Regions from separate parts of the Astyanax mexicanus genome. Here region 2 is linked to region 1. The links are chromatin contacts, called in public Hi-C maps. All regions are on one chromosome and are shown on one strand. Each heading gives the region's core, a stretch centred on a gene start, on an enhancer-like site or on the middle of the called end of the contact. The rest is flanking DNA. Distances are from core to core; before and after follow the strand shown. Region 1 holds the start of adamts8a (ADAM metallopeptidase with thrombospondin type 1 motif, 8a). Region 2 has its middle 25 kb from the start of timm8b.

What was found. Hi-C and Micro-C count contacts between places; a contact is called where the count stands out from the background.
Region 2: a contact with region 1 is called in a Hi-C map of muscle, with 14 times the contacts expected there. The contact joins the enhancer-like site here to the promoter of adamts8a in region 1. A contact is called at or near these places in 2 of 3 Hi-C or Micro-C datasets (both in muscle).

Annotation. Positions count from the first base shown.
Region 1 is chr1:16,061,762-16,065,822 of AstMex3_surface, forward strand. adamts8a (ADAM metallopeptidase with thrombospondin type 1 motif, 8a) reads left to right here and starts at 2,788. Exons shown (of 9, transcript XM_007260489.4): 1 at 2,788-3,703. The coding sequence starts at 3,074.
Region 2 is chr1:16,148,492-16,152,062 of AstMex3_surface, forward strand. No RefSeq gene overlaps it. Among protein-coding and RNA genes, the nearest start is that of timm8b, 25 kb to the right of the region's middle. Within about 2 kb of position 2,255, the one cell type or tissue checked has an H3K27ac peak away from gene starts, as active enhancers do.

The DNA.
Region 1 (4,061 bases), core at 1,538-4,037:
GTAGTATCCAGTTCAAGAAAAAAAGCTTATGTAGTACACATAGCTGAAAATGACTATTTATTTATTACCTGAAACCTTTGGAAATTCATGTTGTTGCTGTCAGACAGAAATAATTGCTTTTTTTTATTTAACGGATATGAAAATGAGTTTCTAAATGACTTAAATACTGAATAAAATACAGACTTCCACTGAACATTTTTCTTCTCGTGTACAGGTAATATTCTGGAGATACGAGGTTTTTGTCTGACAGAGACAAGATCACAGATCACAGCAGTCACCTCAATGCTTTTCATGTCATCTAAAATTTTGTATAAATTCATAATAAGCACCTGCTTTAATTTAATGGAGCATTTTATTTTTAATGTATTAATGTATTTATTTTTATTAATATTTGTTATTTTTATCTCAATATAAATACATAATGTCCCATGACATGTTATCTACACAGGGATTTATGACTTCAACATAATAGAGTAGAGTGAGAGAAGGTTTGGAAATGTGTTTTCGTCCAACTCAAGACACCAAAACTGGTAGAGAAGCGCCACCCACTGCTTGATCTTGAAACTGCAACTCAACTCTCTAAATCATTTAAAGTACAGAGAGTCTAAAGTTCACCCAAACACTGTAGCAGCACTGTGGTACATTAACACTATATGGAAAAGGTACTGGAACACCTGTTTATTCGTTGTTTTTTTTTCCCAAAATCAAGAGTATGCTGGAGTTATTGCCTCCAATTAGATTTTCGTTCACATTGCTGTGAGGATTTGATTGCAACTTAGTTTATGTTTATCTTTATCTGCCGCTTATTCTTATTCTACTGGCATCACATTTCATGTCTTGAATGTATATTGTAATCTATCAGTTGTTATTTACATTGTTTCAGAATGTCATGATGGCTCAGCCAATCGACATGCTCCAAATGACTTTACATCGATTTCCATTTAAAGTTTTTTTCTTTTTTCTTTTGCAAAGTTTTATAGAGGTGCAGTACATAGATATGCATGAGGGAGTGGATACATTCACTTTTGTCTATAAGCACATATATGTACATAAGCAACTTTTATTGTTTAATTACTAAAGACAGTGTTTTATATAGAACTATCAATGCTCAAAAAAATTTACATTCTGAGAAGTTTCTTCAGACTAAAGCAGAAATAAGAGTTTGTTTACAAATTTTACTTTCTAATATTTCTTATTTTCCTATATAGTCGCTGTCCTTTGAAAAACCCTAATCTCCATTTTTGTCGATTTTTAGTTTACTACATAATTTAAACTAACAAAGTGTCCTTTACACTGTGCCAAAAATTTTTGATGAACGGACCAATAGAAACACTTCAAAATGACCTGAAATAAACTCTTTTTACACTGACTTCCATTGAAAGTTTACAAGGTTTTTTCTCTCTCCTGTAAAATTGCTGTTTTGGACATAAGTGTTTTTCAATGAACAGCAACGATATTTACTTTTAGGTTTTGAGGTTGGTAGCTCTGATGGACTTATTCTGTGGAACAGAGGTAACTCTTGGTCTTTCTTTCCAACCCAGTCTCTTTTTTTCCATGCCGGGACCAGTCCTGATGAGAGCCAGTTTCATCATAACATGTTTGATGGTCTTTGCAGTGACTGCACTTGAGGATACTTTCAAAGTTCTTGAAATGTATCATATTGGCTGACCTTCATTTCTTAAAATCATTTTTCTTTACTTAGGTAAGTAGTTCTTGCCATAATATGGATTAAACCATTACTCAAATAGAGCTATTCACTGAATACCAACTCTACCTCTACACAACACATACAGCTCTGTAAAAAAAATAAGAGACCTCTTAAAACGTGTCTTTTAGATTTTAGCAAATTGAAAACCTCTGGAATATAATCAGGAGGAAGGTGGATGATCACAAGCCATCAAATCAAGATGAACTGCTTTATTTTTTTTTTGCACCAGGAGTGGCATACAGTTGTCCAAAAGCAGTGTGTAAGACTGGTGGAGGAGAACATGCAAAGATGCACGAAATCTGATTAATTTCCAGGGTTATTTCATCAAACATTGATTTCTGAACTTTATGAATATGAACTTGTTTTCTTTGCATTATTTGAGGTCTGAAAGCTCTGCATCTTTTTTGTTATTTTAGCCATTTTTCATTTTCTGCAAATAAATGCTCTAAATGACAATGTTGTATTTGGAATTTGGGAGAGATGTTGTCTGTAGTTATGTAGAATATAGAATAAAACAAGTTCATTTTGCTCAAGCATGTACCTATAAATAGCAATATCAGAGAAACTGATTCAGAAACTGAAGTGGTGTCTTATTTTTTTCCAGAGCTGTATATTTTACTTCCATATGTTTAGAACTTTCAGAAGTTCATAGTATGTTGTATTGCAAATTTGTTGAAACTTGAAAACGTTGGTCATCCAACGTGGTTCTACAGGGAATATTATCTACCAGATACAATTTTGTCACCTAATAAATAAAAAAAGAAACAAGACTAAAGAGCAAAGAATTAAAATATCTCTATTTCAAGTAATACTGTACACACTGTGTACACCCAGTGTAATCTAGACTTTCCTGGACCACTACATCTACATCTCATCTGTATTTAGGATTTCGGCAAACTCCGCCCACCTGCGCAGCACTTGAGACTTTACAGGCCAATCCCGGCGCGGGAGGGGCGTGGCCTGAGGCAGCCTGTTGGCTGTACTCGTGTTCGGGGAAGGGGGCGTGGCGGGGAAGTCGCGGGACCGTTGGCGTTCCCCGGCACGAGCGAGGAGGGGGAGTGAACATCATCCAAAATAAAAAACCGCGCGGTGCGCTCTGAGCGGGGCGCGCGCGCACGTTCGAGCGGAATCACGAGCGTATAAATAGCGGCGCGGGACACGCTGGAGCTATCAACGCCGGGATAGAGGCAGGGGAGCTGCAGCTTTGCGGGTCTTTACTGCTGATGGACACAACGGTAGAAGTGTAGAACTGTGTCCTTTGGGTTACTGAAGGCAAATAAACTGAGATTAAAAAAAGAAAAAAATCACTGAAAACTATTATTTGTCAGAAAAAGTTTTGTACGTTTTTTTATCAATCTTTCTACCATGGCTCCTCAAGTTCATTCAGTCCTGGCCGTCCTCCTGGTGGTCCTGCTGGTAAAATCTGTGAGGTGTGATCTGGAAGAGTCAGAGGAGACGGTACCGGTTCGGTTGAGCCCCGGTAGACTCGGCGGTGTTGGTGGTAGGCAGGTGTTCAGACTCTCCGCGTACGGCCAGGTATTCACGCTCGACCTGAAGCCGGACAGCAGCTTCGTATCCCCGGCTTTACGCATCCAGCGCATCAGCGCTAAGCAACTCTCCGAGCCCCAAGCGCGCGCAGGAGAGGAGCTGAAGCGTTGCTTCTACTCGGGCACGGTGAACCGAGACCCGGACTCCGTGGTCTCCCTCAGCCTGTGCAGCGGCATCCGAGGAACCTTCATCTCCAGAGGGGACGAGTACTTCATCCAGCCCGCCGAGACCGGGAACAGAGGGTCCTCCTCTCAGCCTCACCTGCTCAGAAGAAGAGTGCTCCCCTCCACCAGCAAGAGCGAACTTCACCAGCGGCCAGGTGATGAGCAGCAGGCGAGGGATGACCGGAAACAGCGGGACAAACGATTCGTCTCATCCCCGAGATACATCGAGACGCTGGTGGTGGCGGACTACTCCATGACTCAATTCTATGGAGAGGAGATTAAGGTAAAAAAAAAAAAACACCTACTGTATAGCTAACAGTGCTTAAAGAGAAGGTTAAATAAACCTTTACACCAAAGACCATATTCCCAAACAAGGATTAAGCCTAGTCCTGGACTAAATGTCAATTCAATGATGTCAATGATGTGTGGTCCAAGACTAGGCTTAATTCTTGTCTAGGTAACTGTCTATAAAAACAATTAAACCTCTTGTTTGGATTACGCAGCAATGTGGATTGACATTCTACATTATATTTCCTTTCAATAGGAAATCTCAATTCAAAATGCTGTTTAGTCCCAGACTAGTCTTAAATTCTGTTTAGGAAACTTGCTATTAAAAGAGTTGAGTCTAGTCATGGACTGTA
Region 2 (3,571 bases), core at 1,005-3,504, 86 kb after region 1:
AACACAAGTCGTGCTGGCGTGTCATGTGAGTATTGGGAATACATTATAGAAGGCATTATCACCCACAGTGGGCAGAGCAGTGGATGCTTATGATTGTGACCGGTGGTGGCTGGCTAGAACTGTCCACAAATCCCACAGGTCAGTGCAGCATTCTTTAGCTTCAATTGGGCACACCAAAAGTCATGGGAAATATTAATAAGCTGGCACACGTTGAAAGGGGTGGGGGGACGTGTCCTTCCCTGAAATGACGCAAGATTTACAAGGTTTTAAAGGATCTGTAAGGTTATTGTGTAATTATTTGATTTTATTTGTATCAACATTACGTAACGATGATCTGTCGAGATGCATTGCCTGAGAAAAGGTCTGCAGCTCAGGTATCTCTCTCTCAAGAGCATATTTCTGCGCTGAGCTGCAAAATAACTCTTGCAAATGTTTGCATACCAATCTGTAATCAGACTCAGAACAGTTTATTTTATTTCAGTATCATCAGTAATGCTTTGCTTTATGAGTCACGGTTATGACATACACTTGTTAATACGGGAAAAAGAAAGGAGCCCTTACCTGCCCTGCCGTTAATTTACAAATGACATCATTTTAACAAGCATGGTAGTGCTATGGAGATTTGTTGAATTACGGCACAGCACTAAATCCTCCTTAAATCATCCTTTCATCTTATTAAATATTACTCTTGGGTTCTCTGCTCAGTGCTGCTCTCACAGAGGTGCTTCTAAAAGAGATGATCTACAGCCCGCAGCAGTAAGTATGGTGCTTTCTTTGAAGGTAAAACGGGTGAAATTATATAATTTTTAAGTAGAAACATGAAAGTTACCATATAATTCCTTCAAATTCAGTGTTTTATCAGCATGGAATAGATTAGCTTTGATCTGAGCACTATAAGTATCTCTGTAGTTATTTTTTTTATTTTTTTTTATAATAAGTATAAGTAAGTATAAGTATAAGTATTTCTAAGTCTTACTGGGTAGTTTTGCGGTCATTTTGGGATCATCTTAGTTTCCTCTCTGTACAGTGTACCATTAACTAGCTAGATGGGTATAAAAATGATCATTTTCATGATTTTCCTTTATAAATCATTGGTTATTCGGATCAGCAATTTCAGTTAAATATATCATATAGCAGAAGAACACAGAGATATTTGAGAAGTGAAATTAAGTTCATAGGATTTACAGAAAGTGTGCAATAATTCTTTAAACTAAATTATTCAGGTGTATAAATTTGGGCACAGTTATCAATTTATTGATATAAATACCTTTAGCACTAATTAATTACTGGAACACAACATTTGTTTGGTAAGCTCATTGACCCTTGACCTTCATACACAGGTGAATCCAATTATGCATCTTCTCTGAAGAGTAGCAACATGGGAGCCTCAAAACACAACCCAGCAAAGATTGTTCAACATCATGGTTTAGGGCAAGAATACAAAAAGCTATCTCAGAGATTTTAGCTGTCAGTTTCCATTGTGAGGAACAGAGTGAAGAAATGGAAGATCACAGGCACAGTTCTAGTTGAGGCCCCGAAATGCCAGACCAAGAAAAATCTCAGATAATCAGAGGAGAAGGATGGTGAGAACAGTCATAGTCAGCCCACAGACCTTTATATGATTTATAAAGGAAAGCTTTTTCAAACCACTGTAGAAGTGCAACAGTGTTCAAATCTTTTCACCAGACTTTTAACTGAATGTTACTAAAAATAGCCAACTATTACACTTAATGTGATTTCTTCACAAAGTGCACATGCTAATTTAAAACAATATGATATTATACAGGTCATTTGCATATTGACGTCATCTTCTAAAAAAAATAAATAATTGGCAACTTTACAGAATAAGGAAAAAAAATCTTAACTTTGAGAAAAAAGTCAGTGTAAAAATATTTTTTTCAAGGTTATTTAATATATAGTATGACATTTTGAAACAAAGTGATTTTTTATGACAATGTGAAAAAACAGCAAAAATTGCAATCGACTCAACTTCTTTTTTTTGTGACATATGTTAAAATAATATTAATCGTGTTTAAATAATGTAACATTATCATTTACAGTCCTGAATTATCATAAGTTAATGTTTAATAAAGCAGAGTGCGTGTCTAATGCTGTAAAACTCATAGCAGCACTTTCTGTCTTGGTCATTGGAGCGAGAGCAGGAAGGCTGAATGTCGTGACGGTCTGCGATCCAGCAGCTTTGACGTAAACCGCCCCGGCATCCTCCGTTCTTTCCAAGGAAAGTTTGTTACCATGGCAGCCAAACGCTGCTCTGGGACAACTCGTGGCCGGCGTCCCATCGTTCCTCACACACTGCTGGAAGAGCAGCGTGCATTCCTGACCGTCTCTCCAGCCAGAACTCGATAATCAGAGATACATCCTCATCCTCCTTCATCCAGACGCAGAAAAGTGATGAGTCATATAGGTGCCTTCACTGTAACGCTCTGAGGATTTCCTGATTAGCACTGTCCACAACGGCCTGTTTTTATATTTAAAATCCAATAACAAACCTGTAATAACCATCACAGACACCAGCAGCTCTGTGCAGCTTGACCCACCATAGTTGACTCTTTAAGATCAATATAGCTTTAACTGTTTAAATAGTTGCTTAAACTTTTTTTTAAAAATCAATATATTAACATTTTTTTTTTTACTCTGAAGGAACAGGTTATTGCATTTATAGAGAAATGCAAGCTTTCACTCCAGCATATCTTTTATATATTTTATACAGTTCTTTAATGTTTGTTTGGTGGTGGGTGGAGTTTTTGCAGTGTCTGCAGCAGTGATGGGAGTAACAGCGTTGAAATAAACGCCGTTACTTTTTTCAGTAACGAGTAATCTAACTAATTACTCTGACTGTAACTGTAACGCGTTACCATTTCAGACACCCCGTTACTGCACGTTACTGTAGCCGCTCAATGAGCTTTTTTTTTTTACTTCGTGCTTACAGACAAATTGGCACGTGTGTGTGTGTGAGTCACAAGGGAGGGGAGGATGAGACCAGGGTTTCTCTAGGGGTCCGCAGACTCATCCTCAGAGGGAGACAGTATTCTGCAGTGAGCACTTTAAATCAGGGGTCTCAAACTCGCGGCCTGTACGGCAATATTTTGTGGCCTCAACACTGGTCTGCAGTGATGCCTATTAAAGTTAAATCAGGGAAAACTTTGGAAAGTCATGAAATTTCAAGCATGACTATTTAGCTTTAGACTAAACAACTGTCTTGTTTTCATTCAGACATTTCTACACATGCTGAAAGTGTCCTGTCTCATTTATTTAATCTAATAACTATACTGTAATAACCACCATTGAAAAAAGAGAAAAAAGGAAAGGCCTCAGCAAGTGGTTGACATGGTGTTGCAGGTGGCTGTTAGAAAATTTCTATGTTATCTCAGAAGTTCTTGGTTAGCAGGCAAGGAATTAGCAGAAAAATAAATTTGCTAAATAATTAAAACTGAAAAAGTTTAATTAATACGTGGCTAAAGACTTTCTCTTTTAAATTTAGTGCAATCTGACTGTGTTTTTCTCTTTTTGTACAGGGACAAAATAATTTTATTTTAATGTTTTGGTTTTT